Linked DNA regions of Mus musculus: regions 1 and 3 are each linked to region 2. The links are chromatin contacts, called in public HiChIP or PLAC-seq maps. All regions are on one chromosome and are shown on one strand. The core of a region is the stretch at or near the end of the contact, and the rest is flanking DNA. Distances in the headings are between cores, read along the strand shown. Region 1 overlaps Zfp993 (zinc finger protein 845). Region 2 has its middle 4.0 kb from the start of Gm46898. Region 3 has its middle 36 kb from the start of Zfp534.

What was found. HiChIP or PLAC-seq counts read pairs in DNA pulled down with a chosen protein or histone mark.
Region 1: an H3K4me3 HiChIP or PLAC-seq map of embryonic stem cells shows a contact between it and region 2, with 4 times the contacts expected there. The contact joins two enhancer-like sites. A contact is called at or near these places in 3 of 115 datasets of contacts at active chromatin or transcription factors (embryonic stem cells, regulatory T cell precursor and stem cell-derived neural progenitor cells).
Region 3: an H3K4me3 HiChIP or PLAC-seq map of embryonic stem cells shows a contact between it and region 2, with 1.7 times the contacts expected there. The contact joins two enhancer-like sites. A contact is called at or near these places in 2 of 115 datasets of contacts at active chromatin or transcription factors (embryonic stem cells and stem cell-derived neural progenitor cells).

What each region holds. Positions count from the first base shown.
Region 1 is chr4:146,906,583-146,911,733 of GRCm38.p6, reverse strand. All of the region lies in intron 6 of Zfp993 (zinc finger protein 845), which reads right to left. Among named protein-coding and RNA genes, the nearest start is that of Gm21411, 7.9 kb to the right of the region's middle. Within about 2 kb of position 2,138, at least 20 of the 459 cell types and tissues checked have an H3K27ac peak or open chromatin away from gene starts, as enhancers often do. A contact at or near this core is called in embryonic stem cells, where this site is marked.
Region 2 is chr4:147,405,344-147,410,193 of GRCm38.p6, reverse strand. No RefSeq gene overlaps it. Among named protein-coding and RNA genes, the nearest start is that of Gm46898, 4.0 kb to the left of the region's middle. Within about 2 kb of position 3,148, at least 77 of the 459 cell types and tissues checked have an H3K27ac peak or open chromatin away from gene starts, as enhancers often do. A contact at or near this core is called in embryonic stem cells, where this site is marked.
Region 3 is chr4:147,736,011-147,741,024 of GRCm38.p6, reverse strand. It overlaps the pseudogene Gm13136. Among named protein-coding and RNA genes, the nearest start is that of Zfp534, 36 kb to the right of the region's middle. Within about 2 kb of position 2,189, at least 31 of the 459 cell types and tissues checked have an H3K27ac peak or open chromatin away from gene starts, as enhancers often do. A contact at or near this core is called in embryonic stem cells, where this site is marked.

The DNA.
Region 1 (5,151 bases), core at 889-3,388, 500 kb after region 2:
TTGTAGCTTGCAAAACCCTTCCCATAACAAGGACTGTGGAACATAAGAGCCAATATTCTTGGAGTCACCAGCTTGACCTCTTCATACACAGTGAGTTGTGTAAGTCTGCTCGTTAGCAATGAAGACTTATTGTCAGTTTGTAAAATGCCACACCTTTTGTTGTCAATACCCTGCAGTGTTTGCTTATTTTTTTTAATTAGGTATTTCCCTCCTTTACATTTTCAAGCTCTGTTAAAAATTTCTGTATACTATACCATTCCTTTCCCATGTAATGGCATTTTCTTGATGTTCCCGAAAATATTGCAAAGGTCTTTCTTAAGACCAGCAATGGTGACACAAAAGCCAACAGACATATATAGAGTACACAGAGAGACACAAACATGGAGACAGAAGGCAGACACACAGGAAGAGATATATACAAGGCAGCATTCAGCAAGTTACAGGTTTAGATTAACTGACTAGACACCCAGGGGATGGAAGCCTTAGATAACAGGTAGTAGAGAATTCAACTTTGGACTCAGACTTAGTTAAATTATCTCTGAGGGAAAGGTTATTGATTCTTTTCTTAACTCATGTGCATTATTAATCACCAGTGTGGTTAATCTGTACATATATGCAGAATCAATTAACTTGTGAACTTGTGACATAATTTTTCTTTCTTTCTTTCTTTTTTTTTTTAACATAAGCACAATATGGGAAAATATAAAACTCACCACAATGGGTAACAAGGTGTCCATGGGCTCAGAACCCTGTTCTCTAAAGAAAGACCATCAGGTCTAGACTTGTGCTTCTGAGCTCTTACTTCCATGCTGGCCTAGAATCCATTTTTAACCTCTCACAGTCATCACAACAGGTTTTGAACCTCAGAGGTCACAAGAGAATCCTGGAACTCATTACTTTCATGAAAGAGTTGACTTCCAGCCATATTCTCTAAGGTGACTTGGGTAATTCTCCAGTCTCCTTTCCACAGCCTATGAAGATATGCATGGGTATACATAGAATATTATAGAGCACAATCAGGGAATCTTCTATGAACAAATGGCTAAACAGTTCAGTATGTATTGTAGGTCTCTTTCTATTTTTTCCTTCCTTCCTTCCTTCCTTCCTTCCTTCCTTCCTTCCTTCCTTCCTTCTTTCCTTTCTTTATTCTTTCTTTCTTTTGCCAAATATCTAAACACTTTTTGAAAGGAATTTTTCTTTATTGCCTCACCCTTCAAGCAGTAAATAATATTGTGCCTAAACCTAACATCATTTTATTCATCATTTTCTTTGACTAAGGTATCCAATTCCTCTACATTTTGTCCTAGTCTAATAATCTGTCTCTCACACGTTCTCTATGAGTTATTATTATTTGCCTTACTGCATTTTCTTTTCAGGATCTTTTCCTTGTTTATTTCTAAGCACATATTGAACTCAATTTTCATATCCTACGTTGTCCTCCTTTCCTTTAGGCATTTGCTATTATTCTTTAGCCCAAGAATCATTTTGTTCCTGTTCTCTTTCAGTTGATATATGTGGTTTACACACTTTAATCTCTTTGATAATGACTCTGGGTTTTCTATTCTTTACCTAGGATATCATGTAAATTGCTATCTTTATAAGATACATACACAGTTGATAGTTTGAGCCAAAGACATTTTATCTTAACTTTACTTTGTTTTGGGTATTGAGCATCAGAATTCAGAGGGACTGCTTAATTGTGTGCATTTTTAGCCCAGGAGGATAGACTCCCATTGTGAGAAGTTAGGCAGGATCCGTTGTATCTGAAGGATTCAGAACCCAGGTGCAGTGTCTTACTACATTCAGTTCTGGTCTAGTCTGGCAGCAACCTTGTGGGAAGCTGAGGAGAGTAGATCCTGAGAAGTTGTGTTTCCACAACAGAGTTGGAGGAGTGGTTCCTGATGGGGAGGTTGGGCCTCCTACATGATTAGATAAGTTTAAGAAAAAGACAAAATAAAAACAAAGAATCAATCAATCAATGAATTAAATAAGCAAGCAAGCAAAAATCCAAACCAACAAAAATTGCTCTGAAGAACCGGGAAGCTAATTAATTAAAAAGTCCTGAAGTAGGTGGGCTTAGAAGAATGGCAGGAAGCTGCTGAGTATTGGGCGGGTCCAGAAGGAGTGGCTCTGAGGAACCTAGATTTCCGCCATTCCAGCATTCTCAATGTTTCTCGGCTGCCTCGTGGTCAGGAAGTCGTGGAGGGAGACTAGTGCCTAGTGTTTGCGGAACCTGAAAACTTCCTTAAGCTGCAGTTGCTGTGCTGGCCTCCTAGGATATTCAGCAGCTGGTCCTGTCACCTGCCAGGTCAGAGGAGCTTTTGTGCTGGGAAACGGGCAGGAGCAGGGCAGGCGCGTGGAGCAGGGGTGCGTTTTCTGCCACTCTTACAATTCTGTTGTGGATATCTTACCATTATCAGGAAGTTTTAGTTCCTGTGAATTGAGTTTATGGTGATGTTTTAATTGATTTTATGGTTGCCAGAATATTTTTATAAAACAACCCTGTACATCCTTGGCCCTCTGTGGAGTTTGTATACCGGGAGGGTTGTTTTTGCAAAGGCCTTAATAAAGTTCCTCGAATTCAATGCTTTCTTAACTCCCCTGTTCCTCAATTTGCCATTTAATTTCCCTTTCTCTAGGGAACTGAGTAGGCATCCCGAGAGAGCTTTGTAGGTATTTGTCATATGGGGACCAGTGCAGATTTGATAGAATTAGAAAATATTCCTTATAAAGCACCATCGTATGGCTGTAAATATTATCATTAACCAAGCAAAGTTATATTCTCCGTTAGCTGAACACAGAGGTATATGCATACTTTGATGTAAATACATCATTGAGAAATGTGTCTACATATGCTTTGTTATTAGTGTCACACCTTAGGTTTGAATAAAACATGAAGACAGGATTGCAGCAAGGTACTTGTGAGGAGAAATTTCCTTAAGGAAATGAGGACAACATAGGATATGAAAATTGAATTCAATAGGTGGTTATAAATACAAAGAAAGGAAAAGAAAAAAGAAAAGAAAAGAAGACCCTGAAAAGAAAATGCTGTAAGGTGAATAATAATCATTCATAGAGAATGTGTGTGAGACAGATTATCAGACTTGAAGATATATAGTAGGTTCTGTTAAACCTGAGTGTCGCCAGAGAAAAACCAATTCCTCCATGTGGGCCAGGTTTATCAAATAATACATCCTGACCAAGTGATAGATTTTGGTCACATGCTACAGGCATTTTATAGGCCATTGTACTTTCCTATGAGGCTTTATCATTTTCCTAACAAATGCAACCTACAGCACTTCAAGAAGATACCTGGTTCTTGTGCTGGTGGTAAGGTTAATTTTTGGCATTTTAGTGAATTCAGAGATATCTGGTTGGGTCCAGACTGAACCAGGCCATCAGGTGGGGGAGGGGAATTGAGGATGTGATAGAGAATAGAGGGGCAGGTCTAGAGATAACCAGCAGCCAAGAAAGCACCTATCCAACTATGACTTCATTGATATGTTAACAGGTACCCCAGGTAGCCATTCTTCCTGAATTTCTTTGAATTTTTCCAAGGTTCAGCCTACCATGCTGTGCGGTGATGATTTCAGGAGTAGATATTTTAATAAGTGGAAAATTTTCAATGGATTTTTGTTTGTTTGTTTGTTTTTGGATATTGGTTTTTTCGAGACAGGGTTTCTCTGTGTAGTCCTGGCTGTCCTGGAACTCACTTTGTAGACCAAACTCAGAAATACGCCTGCCTCTGCCTCCAAAGTGCTGGAATTAAAGGAGTGCACCACTGCCTGGCTTTTACTATGGATTAAGACAAAATGAGACAGTATCTTTTGAATAATTTTGATCGCTTACTTTACTGGATTACTGTCTGGATTCTGGATCAGAATAATTTTCTTCCAGTCTTCCCTCCTCCTCTTCTGTGTTGCTCGGAAAAAGACTTTATGTGTGTTAACTGTGTGACTGACTCTCACATCTTTAGGGTAAATGAAATACTCAGAGAAAAATAGGCATTCTCTTCATATCTTCTCTTCATGTTTATCCTTTGCTCGGGTATTGACATCTTTCATTTTTGTTCCATGAACAGTTCCATGTTCATTCTAAACAATATTTTCCCATTTTCAGGTCTCCATATGCTCAGTCAAATCTCCATAACTGTAAATCAACACTAAGAGCACTAGAAGGTTAAAGGTCAAGGAGACTCTCACAAAGGATCCAGATATGTTAGAGGTATTGAACAATGGGTGGAGTTGGGCTCGCCTGTTAGTAGAAAGAGGACATGAATTTGATTTTGCCAGATTCTATTTCCTTAATGATTCTGGAAAAGAATAATATTAGATGTGATGATATGGATTTGCCATGGAGGGAAGTGCTGTCAGCTGTCACTTGATGTCAATATTTAATTAATTTTGATCCTGGGAAATTGCTGTTGCCCATTGCAATCAAAGTTTATTTTATCCAGATTGAAAGCAGCATCAGGCTATGGTTGTAACAAGGGCAATTTATACATAAAGCACATGTCAGCAGTAGATTCCCTCCTAGGGCCTATGACCTTCCTTACTGGATTTTTAGGCAGATTTTCTTTTCTTTTTTTTTTTTTTCATTTTTTATTAGGTATTTAGCTCATTTACATTTGCAATGCTATACCAAAAGTCCCCCATAGCCACCCACCCCCACTCCCCTACCCACCCACTCCCCCTTTTTGGCCCTGGCGTTCCCCTGTACTGGGGCATATAAAGTTTGCGTGTCCAATGGGCCTCTCTTTCCAGTGATGGCCAACTAGGCCATCTTTTGATGCATATGCAGTTAGAGTCAAGAGCTCCGGGGTACTGGTTAGTTCATAATGTTGTTCCACCTATAGGGTTGCAGATCCCTTTAGCTTCTTTGGTACTTTCTCTAGCTCCTTCATTGGGGGCCATGTGATCCATCCAATAGCCGACTGTGAGCATCCACTTCTATGTTTGCTAGGCCCAGGCATACAAGAGACAGCTATATCAGGGTCCTTTCAGCATAATCTTGCTAGTGTATGCAATGGTGTCAGCATTTGGAAGCTGATTATGGGATGGATCCCCGGATATGGTAGTGTCTACATGGTCCATCCTTTTATCTCAGCTCCAAACTTTGTCTCTGTAACTCCTTTCAAGGGTGTTTTGTTCC
Region 2 (4,850 bases), core at 1,899-4,398:
AATAGGGTTATTTGGCTCTCTGGAGGAGTAACCAGTCTGAGTCTTTTTATTGGGGAATGGAGTCATTGATGTTAAGAGATATTAAGGAGTGGTGATTGTTGCTACCAGTTGTTTTTGTTGATAGAGGTAGAATTATGTTTGTATGGTTAACTTCTTTTGGGTTTGTTGAAAGATTACTTTCTTGCTATTTCTAGGGTAGAGTTTCCCTTCTTGTGTTGGAGTTTTTCATCTTTTACCTGTTGTAGGGCTGGATTTGTGGAGAGATATTATGTAAATTTGGTTTTGTCTTGGAGTATCTTGGTTTCTCCATCTATGATAATTGAGATTTTTGGTGGCTATAGTAGCCTGGGCTGGCATTGTTGTTCTCTTAGCGTTTGTATGACATTGGCCCAGGATCTTCTAGTTTCATAGTCTGGTGAGAAGTCTGGTGCAATTCTGATAGGTCTGCCTTTATATGTTATTTGACCTTGTTCCCTTACTGCTTTTAATATTCTTTCTTTGTTTTGTGCATTTTGTGTTTTGACTATCAAGTGCCAGGAGGAATTTCTTTTCTGGTCCAACCTATTTGGAGTTCTGTAGACTTCTTGTATGTTCATGGGTATCTCTTTCTTTAAGTTATGGAAATTTTCTTCTATAATGTTGTTGAAGATATTTACTGCCCCTTTATGTTGGGAATCTTCACTCTCTTCTATACCTATTATCCCTAACATTGGTCTTCTCATTATATCCTGTATTTCCTGGGGTTTTTTGTTTGTTTGTTTGTTTTTTTGTTTTTGTTTTGTTTTCCTTTGGTTAGGAGCTTTTTGCTTTTTGCATTGTCTCTGACTGTTGTGTCCATGTTTTCTGTGGTATCTTCTGCACCTGAGAGTCTCTCTCTTCTATCTCTTTTATTCTATTGGTGATGCTTGCATCTATGACTCCTGATCTCTTTCCTAGGTTTTTTGTCTCCAAGTTTGTCTTCCTTTGTGATTTCTTTATTGTTTCTACTTCCATTTTTAGAATCTGGATGAGTTTGTTCAATCCTTTGCTTGTTTGGTTGTATTTTCCTGTAATTCCTTAAGGGATTTTTATGTTTCCTCTTGAAGGGTTTCTAGCTGTTTATCCGAGTTCTCCTGTATTTCTTTAAGAGAGTTATTTATGTTCTTCTTAAATTCCTTTATCATCATCATGAGATGTGATTTTAAACAGAGTCTTGCTTTTCCTGTGTGTTGGGGTATCCAAGGCTTGCTGTAGTGGGAGAACTGGGTTCTAATGATGCCAAGTAGCCTTGGTTTCTGTTGCTTATATTCTTGTGCCTGCCTCTTGCCATCTGGTTTTCTGTGGTGTTTTCTGGTCTTTCTGTCTCTGACTGTGGCTTGTCCCTCCTGTAAGCCTGTGTGTCAGCACTCTTGGGAGACCAGTTCTCTTATGGTGGGATTTGGGTATGGAGAGCTGTGGCACAAGGTCAGCTCCGAGTGCAGATAGATTCTAGAAGGATCTGGTCCCAGGCTGCTTCTTGGTTCCTGTGTCCTGAGGGCTCTAGGAGGGTCCTCTTGGGCTGGGTATTTGAGCAGAAGTGGTGGTCTTACCTGTGCTCTCAGGTGTGTCAGCACTCCTGGAAGACCAGCTTTCTCCCAGAGGAATTTGGGTTTGGAGAGCTGTGGCACAGGGTCAGCTCCAGGAGCAGATGGAAACCAGAAACTCTTTATTATTTTTAACTTATTAACAAATATATCCAGTTTAAATAATTTTTTACAATATACTTCATTCTTCTTGTTATCATGAAATTTAGAAAACAATTTTAATGAGTTAATTAAAAATGGAAGACCAAGAGGCTTTATCTAAAACACATAAAACATAGTGTTTTAGATATCTGTTATAAGTAGTTAAAATACATTAGTAGTTTTGTGACCAAATTTAAATTAAGTATGTGTTAAAATTTAAGCCATTATGCAGTGTAAGAGGACATGGAGTTTTGTTGTTAGAAACAGCATTTACTTTTATTGTACTTAAGAGGTAACAAAATATGATAAGACATCCAGATCAGGATAGAGTTTGACTTAATTATTCATTTTTAAGCTAATAACAAGGATAACTAATTTTTAAAAATATATCATTATGTTGCAATATATTAATCATCTGTAAACTCTAAAATATCTGTATAAGCCTTAAAGTAGGTTCTTAAATAATAATTTAAAAAGTTATTTAGAGTTATCTCTTACATAGTTCTTGAAAAGCGCATTCGTTTGACTTTAAAGAGGCAGAAGTAGTAAGAAAATCACATAAACATCTTCAAAGCGTTCATATTCATATGTCTATTGCCATATATGTGATATGTATACGAAAGCACAGGCATAAATCATCCTTTTAATCTTTGGAATAGAGTTTAGTATTTCAAGGGAGTGCACAGGAAGATCATATCCTACAGAAGGTGCAACCATCTCTTAAAGTTAATGTAGGTCCTCAAGAAATATGGGACAAGTTAATGTATATCCTCAAGCAATACAGGCCAGAAGTGGGATAAGGATCAAAGAGATAGCATCTAGACCAGTACAGTGGGAGTATGTATATCTTACCCTAAAAGCAGATTTGAAAATGTTTTATTTAAAAACTCATATTAGGTGCGAGCTGAACCACCTGGGTGCGATGTGCAGAGGTAGAGCATCCGCCAGCGAGGCTCCGGAGCCCAGGTCCGAAGAAGCGGGGTCCAGAGCCGGCGCCTCGCGCCACAGGCCGCCCCCCGGGCTCAGGAGCCTAAGGAGCCGCAGCGAAGGGAGGGAGGCGCCGCGCCGTTCGCGTCCCCCGTCTCAGGACTCCACAGCCCGCGCCGGCGGCCCTCACTCCTCCAGGCTTCGGGAGGGCTCGCGGCGGTGGGGTAGCCAGGCGGAGCTCTGGAAGCCGCGGTCGCGTGGCGTCGTGCTCCGGCTCCAGCCGCCGCCGGCCCCGCCAGCCAGCCGCGCCGCCCTGCTCCGTCCCGGGCTGCGTTCGCCGGCGCTCCTCGCCGCTGTGGAGACAATGGAGGGCGGCAGAGCGCACGCGCGGCCCGCGCCCCCTCCCTCCTCTCGCACCCCCCCCCCCCGCCGGGTTAACCCTTTCGCGGCCCCTGCGGCGCAACGGCGAGCTGCGGCCTCGGAGGTCCCCACCCACCCACCGCCTGCGCCCCGGGCGGTCCAGGGACAGGACGTCTCCAGCCGCGACAGAGATAACACTTCCTCTGGAACACAGCTCTGCTGTAGTCGCGGCGAAAGTCGAATCACTATCTTCAAAACGAGACCCTGAGTGGGGGGAGGGGTAACGACGGTTTTAGCGGGTAGGAAGGAAACATGAAGAAGAAAGAAAAACCAACTAATAAAGCCTACCTGGGTTTGAGGGTCACTGGGCGAGCTCCCCTCCCACCACAGACCTGTCCTCACAGCACCCTCTGGTGGATATGCTGTCCATTCGTTTGGAGGTTCTCCATCCAAGGACCCCAGTCAACCTTAGGAAGTTTACCATGGGGGGTGGGGGGTGGGGGGGGGAGGGAGGGGGGAGGGAGTCAGCTTGGACCCAAACACCTGGAGTCTTTATTTGGGATTAGCTGTTAGGAGATACAACAGTGCCCCAGTGGCGCCTAGACTTTGCTGTCGTTAGATCAGAACCAACTATTTGGGTCTAAATCGATTCCTTAGGCTAGAATATAATCCTCAAAATCAATAGGTGGATTAAAAAAAAAAAAACCGGCAAAATAGAACCATGCAGCGGAGCTGTTTTAGAAACTCCTTGCCCAAGGCCGATTGCTGTTTTGTTTATCATGTATTTTGACATAGAGCCATATTTTGACATAGAGCTACGAGGCAAGGGCACAGTACTCAATATTTGTTGACCAAATTGCAAAAAAAAATAAAAATAAAAACTCATATTAATCATCTCCCTTTAAGATATGGTCCCTTTAAGACGAGTACTCTGGCTTTTATGTCGACATGTATTATGAAAACAACAATAAAACATATAACCATATATATATTCATACATAATAGACATTTAATAGCTGGGTGGTCAGCCATGGTGCATGGTTTCTAATTACAGCACCCAGAAGGCAGAGTCCCAGAAACTATCTCAAAAAAAAAAAAAAAAATCAAAACCACAAAAAAAGAAAGAAAAAATTTTCAACATTATTATTTGTTTGTATTACATTTCCTATAATCCTCATTGTGAAAAGGAAACAAAATAGAGATCTTCAGTAAACATGTAAATCTATTAATTTATAGATGGCCCAGTACAAAAACAAACAAACAAGCAAACAAAAACACATACATACAAACATAAATACACTTAACAGTTTTATACTAAGAATAGTGTGGCCTACTCAATTATTCTTTTTATATTATATGTAGGAAAGTGACTTAGAACGTTAAAGAAACAATAAGGGTGGCTGGTGAGATGGCTCAACAGTTAAGCGCTCTAACTGCTCTTCCAAAGATCCTGAGTTCAAATCCCAGCAACCACATGGTGGCTCACAACCATCCATAATGAGATCTGATACCCTCTTTTGGAGTGTCCAAAGACAGCTACAGTGTACTTACATATAATACATAAGTAAATCTTAAAAAAAAAAGAAATAAGATAAGTCACCACTGGGATAACCATCAAAACAATTTATGAATTATGCAAAACTGCCACAATGTCCTCAAGCAAGATAGCTGCGTATAATGGTCAAAAGCATAGACAGATGGGAGGGAGAATCCTCTGGCTCAACGTTGTAGCATTCATTAAACAAACTTAGACTTAAAAAATAAACAAGAGTATTTTGAAGAAATAATATGAATTTTATGTTATTATATATATATATATATATATATATATATATATATATATATATATGAGATGAAATA
Region 3 (5,014 bases), core at 940-3,439, 330 kb before region 2:
TTCTGTTGTTTGTAATTTCAATGTAACTATCTAGTAGTACTTGGCTCTTAGAAGATGTTACTGCTAAATTTCTTTCTACCTAATGAACTAGCCTGTCGGTTACCTATTCTGTCACTACATATAGTTCAGTTCACATACCCTATGTTGGCATATGACTATGTGATACGATAGTAGTGCCTGGGTTTCTCTATGTAAACGAATCCCTTTGCCAAACACAGTTCAGACTTGCTCACTACTGACAGGAGTGGAACAGGAAATGAATGTTTTCCCAGCTTGGGAGCCTGTTTATTGGATTTAGGGCAGCAGTGTGGGAAGCAGGAGGTGGAGGCCAGTATCTCCTACCAGACTGTATGCCACTTCTGGGCAATAATGTTGTCATGATCTGAACTAGGCAGGAGGAGGTGGGGTGACTAGAGACTTGAGATTCTTAGTTAAACTGAAGACTTCATTTGGGCACCAGAAACCTTAACAAATAATCTCGCACCTTGAGCCACAAACGTCCCTTAAAGTATGCTTTACCCAAGCATGACACACAAACACACATTCTGTTTGGGGTTATGGTTTAAGATGTGAACAGAAACATGATGAGGTTTGTTTAATGGCATACTGTACTAGAACGCTGAAGACCTGCAGCAGATGTAAATTCCAAGTCTTGTTTTTTTGTTTTGTTTTGTTTTTGTTTTTGTTTTTTTCGGTTTTTCGAGACAGGGTTTCTCTGTTTAGCCCTGGCTGTCCTGGAACTCACTTTGTAGACCAGGCTGGCCTCGAACTCAGAAATCCCCTTGCCTCTGCCTCCCGAGTGCTAGGATTAAAGGCGTGCACCACAACACCCAGCTTTTGTTATTTTTTAAGATTGTGAAATTATAAAAATGCATATCAATCAAGTTTTAATACACTGGGTGGATGAGGCTGCCATTGTACAATTTCTATCTTTGGGTTCTCAGGCATGGTTCCGACAGTGTAAGAACTCTGTAACATTTAACTTTAAATAAACAGTAAACCTATGAAAAAAAGAAATGACATAAAAAGGAAAGGATATGGCTTCTCCTAAATATGGTGAAGTAGAATGTGTCTTATCATCAAAAGAAAGAGAATAGCCGGACACAGGAACAGTCTACAATGGACAGAACCATGAGCCTCATGAGGAGAGGGAGCAGGAAAGCCAGACCCAGAGGCCAGGAGGGTGAATGATCAGTAAAAAAGACCAGGTAGCCAAATGGATGCATTACATGAAGAAAAGCAGCTGGGAGGACATTTGCCCAACCTCTGTGCTAGGGGTCTGGAAAGGACAGCATTGCACTGTAGCAGGTAGGGATAGAGGACTGTTTGGAGAACCTGGAACCAAGGACTGATTTGATTTGTTAAATAGGCACGTTGGCCTTTTGTTCCAGGTTTTAATATTCAACATTAGGGATGACTGAAGAGATTGAAATGATTTAATTGTAATCTCAAAAGTTATTTAAAAAAATGAACTAGTTGTTTTATTTCTTCTCTGCCTAAGTTATCAATGGCGGTAGAGGGAGAGAGGGACTTAGGTGGGAAAAGTGAGAGGGAGGGAAAAAGGGGAGCAGAATGAGTTATGGGTGGGAGACAAGAGAGAGCCCAGAGGGCCAGAAGAATGAATGGAAATATGGAGCAGTAGAATTTGGAGATTGGAGAGAAACCTCTAGAAAGTCTTATAGACCTGGGGTGTGAGAGGCTTCCTAGATCCTGCCATGTCCCCATATTGATGATAATGGACTGAACCTCTGAACCTGTTAGCCATCCCCTGTTAGCGGGCAGTGGGAGCCAGCGAGCCCAGCCGTTAAGGGAGCGCTGAAGACCCAGCTCGCTTTACTCAGAGGAGAGGAGGCCCAAAGCACCACTTCCTCGAGGCCCTGTCCACTCGGCTCCACAGCCCGCTAGAGGCCTGGAGGAGGCGGGGCCAAGGAGGAGCATGCGCACGCGCCCTCGCGAGCCGGCCTTCTAAGGGGGAACGAGCGATCTCGCGAGGGTTGAGAGCGGGTGGCGTAGGTATCTGTCCTGGTTGGCTGGAGAAGAGAATTTACTCCCGGAGAGGAGAAGGCGCCGGGAGGCCTCTGAGAACTTTCCGTTTTCCTTTCCCTTTCCCTCGGCCCTCCGCCTCCTCAGAGTCAGCCCGCCTTCCCTGACCTCCGTGACCCCACTGGCCCCGCCCACTCCCGTCGACGTGATTCCCGCCGTGAGGTAAACGCCAGTGAGGCAGAGTTCCGTGGAAGAGGACGGCGAGGCGAGCGGCACGGCTGGGCCGGCTCGGGTCGGTGGCGGACCCCTCGCGCGTGAGAACTTCCGGGCGCGTCTCGCTCCTCCGGCGGCCCGGACGCCAGTGTCGCGCAGGCCCAAGCTGCTTCCCTCGGCGCCGCGCCTGCCCGTGGCCGCGGCGGGTGACGCAGCCGGAACATGTCGTCCGCGGTGGAGCCTCCGCCGCTCCCGCCTCCCGAGAGCGCGCCTTCCAAGCCCTCGGCGCCCGGCGGGAGCAGCAGCGGCAACAAAGGCGGCCCCGAGGGCTGCGGGCTCGTGCCCCGGCCCCGCGGACACCGAGATGGAGGAAGTATTTGATAATGGATCACCTGGAAAGCAAAAAGAAATCCAAGAACCAGATCCTACATATGAAGAAAAAATGCAAACTGACCGAGCAAATAGATTTGAGTATTTATTAAAGCAGACAGAGCTGTTCGCTCATTTCATTCAGCCTGCTGCTCAGAAGACTCCAACCTCACCCTTGAAGATGAAACCAGGGCGCCCACGGGTAAAAAGGATGAAAAACAGAATTTGCTTTCAGTTGGAGATTACCGACACTGTAGAACAGAGCAAGAGGAGGATGAAGAGCTATTAACAGAAAGTTCCAAAGCAACTAATGTTTGTACTCGATTTGAAGATTCTCCATCATATGTAAAATGGGGTAAACTGAGAGATTATCAGGTGCGAGGATTGAATTGGCTCATCTCTCTGTATGAGAATGGCATCAATGGGATCCTTGCAGATGAAATGGGTTTGGGAAAGACACTTCAAACAATTTCTCTTCTTGGATACAGGAAACACTATAGAAATATTCCTGGTCCTCATATGGTTTTGGTTCCCAAGTCTACATTGCACAACTGGATGAGTGAATTCAAGAGATGGATACCAACACTTAGGTCTGTTTGCTTGATAGGAGATGAAGAGCAAAGAGCTGTATTTGTCAGGGATGTTTTATTACCAGGAGAGTGGGATGTGTGTGTCACATCTTATGAAATGCTTATTAAAGAGAAAGTCTGTGTTCAAAAAAATTCAACTGGAGATACTTAGTTATAGATGAAGCTCACAGGATAAAAAATGAAAAAATCTAAGTTGTCAGAAACAGTGAGAGAATTCAAGACTACAAATCGGCTGTTGCTAACAGGGACGCCTCTTCAGAACAACCTGCATGAGCTCTGGTCACTTCTAAACTTTTTGTTTCCAAATGTGTTTAATTCAGCTGATGACTTTGATTCCTGGGTTGATACAAATAATTGCCTTGGGGATCAAAAGCTAGTTGAGAGGCTTCATATGGTTTTGTGTCCATTCCTCTTTCGTCGAATTAAAGCTGATGTTGAAAAGAGTTTGCCTCCAAAAAAAGAAGTAAAAATCTATGTGGGTCTTAGCAAAATGCAAAGAGAATGGTATACTCGGATATTAATAAAAGATATAGACATATTAAACTCAGCAGGGAAGATGGACAAAATGAGGCTATTGAACATTTTGATGCAGTTGAGGAAATGCTGCAATCATCCGTATCTCTTCGATGGAGCTGAACCTGGTCCACTGTACACAACAGATACGCATCTTGTTACCAACAGTGGCAAGATGGTGGTGTTAGACAAGCTACTCCCTAAACTGAAAGAACAAGGTTCAAGAGTACTAATCTTTAGTCAGATGACAAGAGTATTAGACATTTTGGAAGATTATTGCATGTGGAGAAATTATGAGTACTGCAGGTTGGATGAACAGACACCCCATGATGAGAGACAAGACTCCATCAATGCATACAATGAACCAAATAGCACAAAGTTTGTATTTATGCTAAACACACGTGCTGGTGGTCTGGGCATCAATCTTGCAACTGCTGATGTAGTAATTTTATATGATTCAGATTGGAATCCTCAAATTGATCTTCAGCCTATGGACCATGCCCATAGAATTGGACAAAGGAAGACTGTCCGAGTGTTTCGCTTTATAACTGATAACACTGTGGAAGAAAGAATAGTGGAACGTGCTGAGATGAAACTTAGACTGGATTCGATAGTAATTCAACAAGGGAGGCTTGTAGATCAGAACCTGAACAAAATTGGGAAAGATGAAATGCTTCAAATGATTCGACGTGGTGCCACACATGTGTTTGCTTCAAAAGAAAGTGAAATCACTGATGAGGATATTGATGGTATTTTAGAAAGAGGTGCAAAGAAGACTGCAGAAATGAATGAAAAGCTCTCCAAGATGGGTGAACGTTCACTTAGAAACTTTACGATGGATACAGAGTCCAGTGTTTATAACTTTGAAGGAGAAGACTATAGAGAAAAACAAAAGAGTGCATTCACAGAGTGGATTGAACCACCAAAAAGAGAAAGAAAAGCCAACTATGCTGTTGATGCATATTTCAGGGAAGCTCTCCGTGTTAGTGAGCCTAAAGCACCCAAGGCACCTCGACCTCCAAAACAACTAAATGTTCAGGATTTCCAGTTCTTTCCTCCAGGTTTATGTGAATTACTGGAAAAAGAAATTCTGTATTACAGGAAAACTATTGGGTATAAGGTACCTTGGAGTCCTGATCTACCTAATGCAGCACAGGCATAGAAAGAACAGCTAAAAATTGATGAAGCAGAGACCCTCAATGACGAGGAGTTAGAGGAAAAAGAGAAGCTTCTGACACAGGGGTTTACAAATTGGAATAAGAGAGATTTTAACCAGTTTATCAAGGCTAATGAGAAGTGGGGTCGTGATGATATTGAAAATATAGCCAGAGAATTAGAAGGAAAAA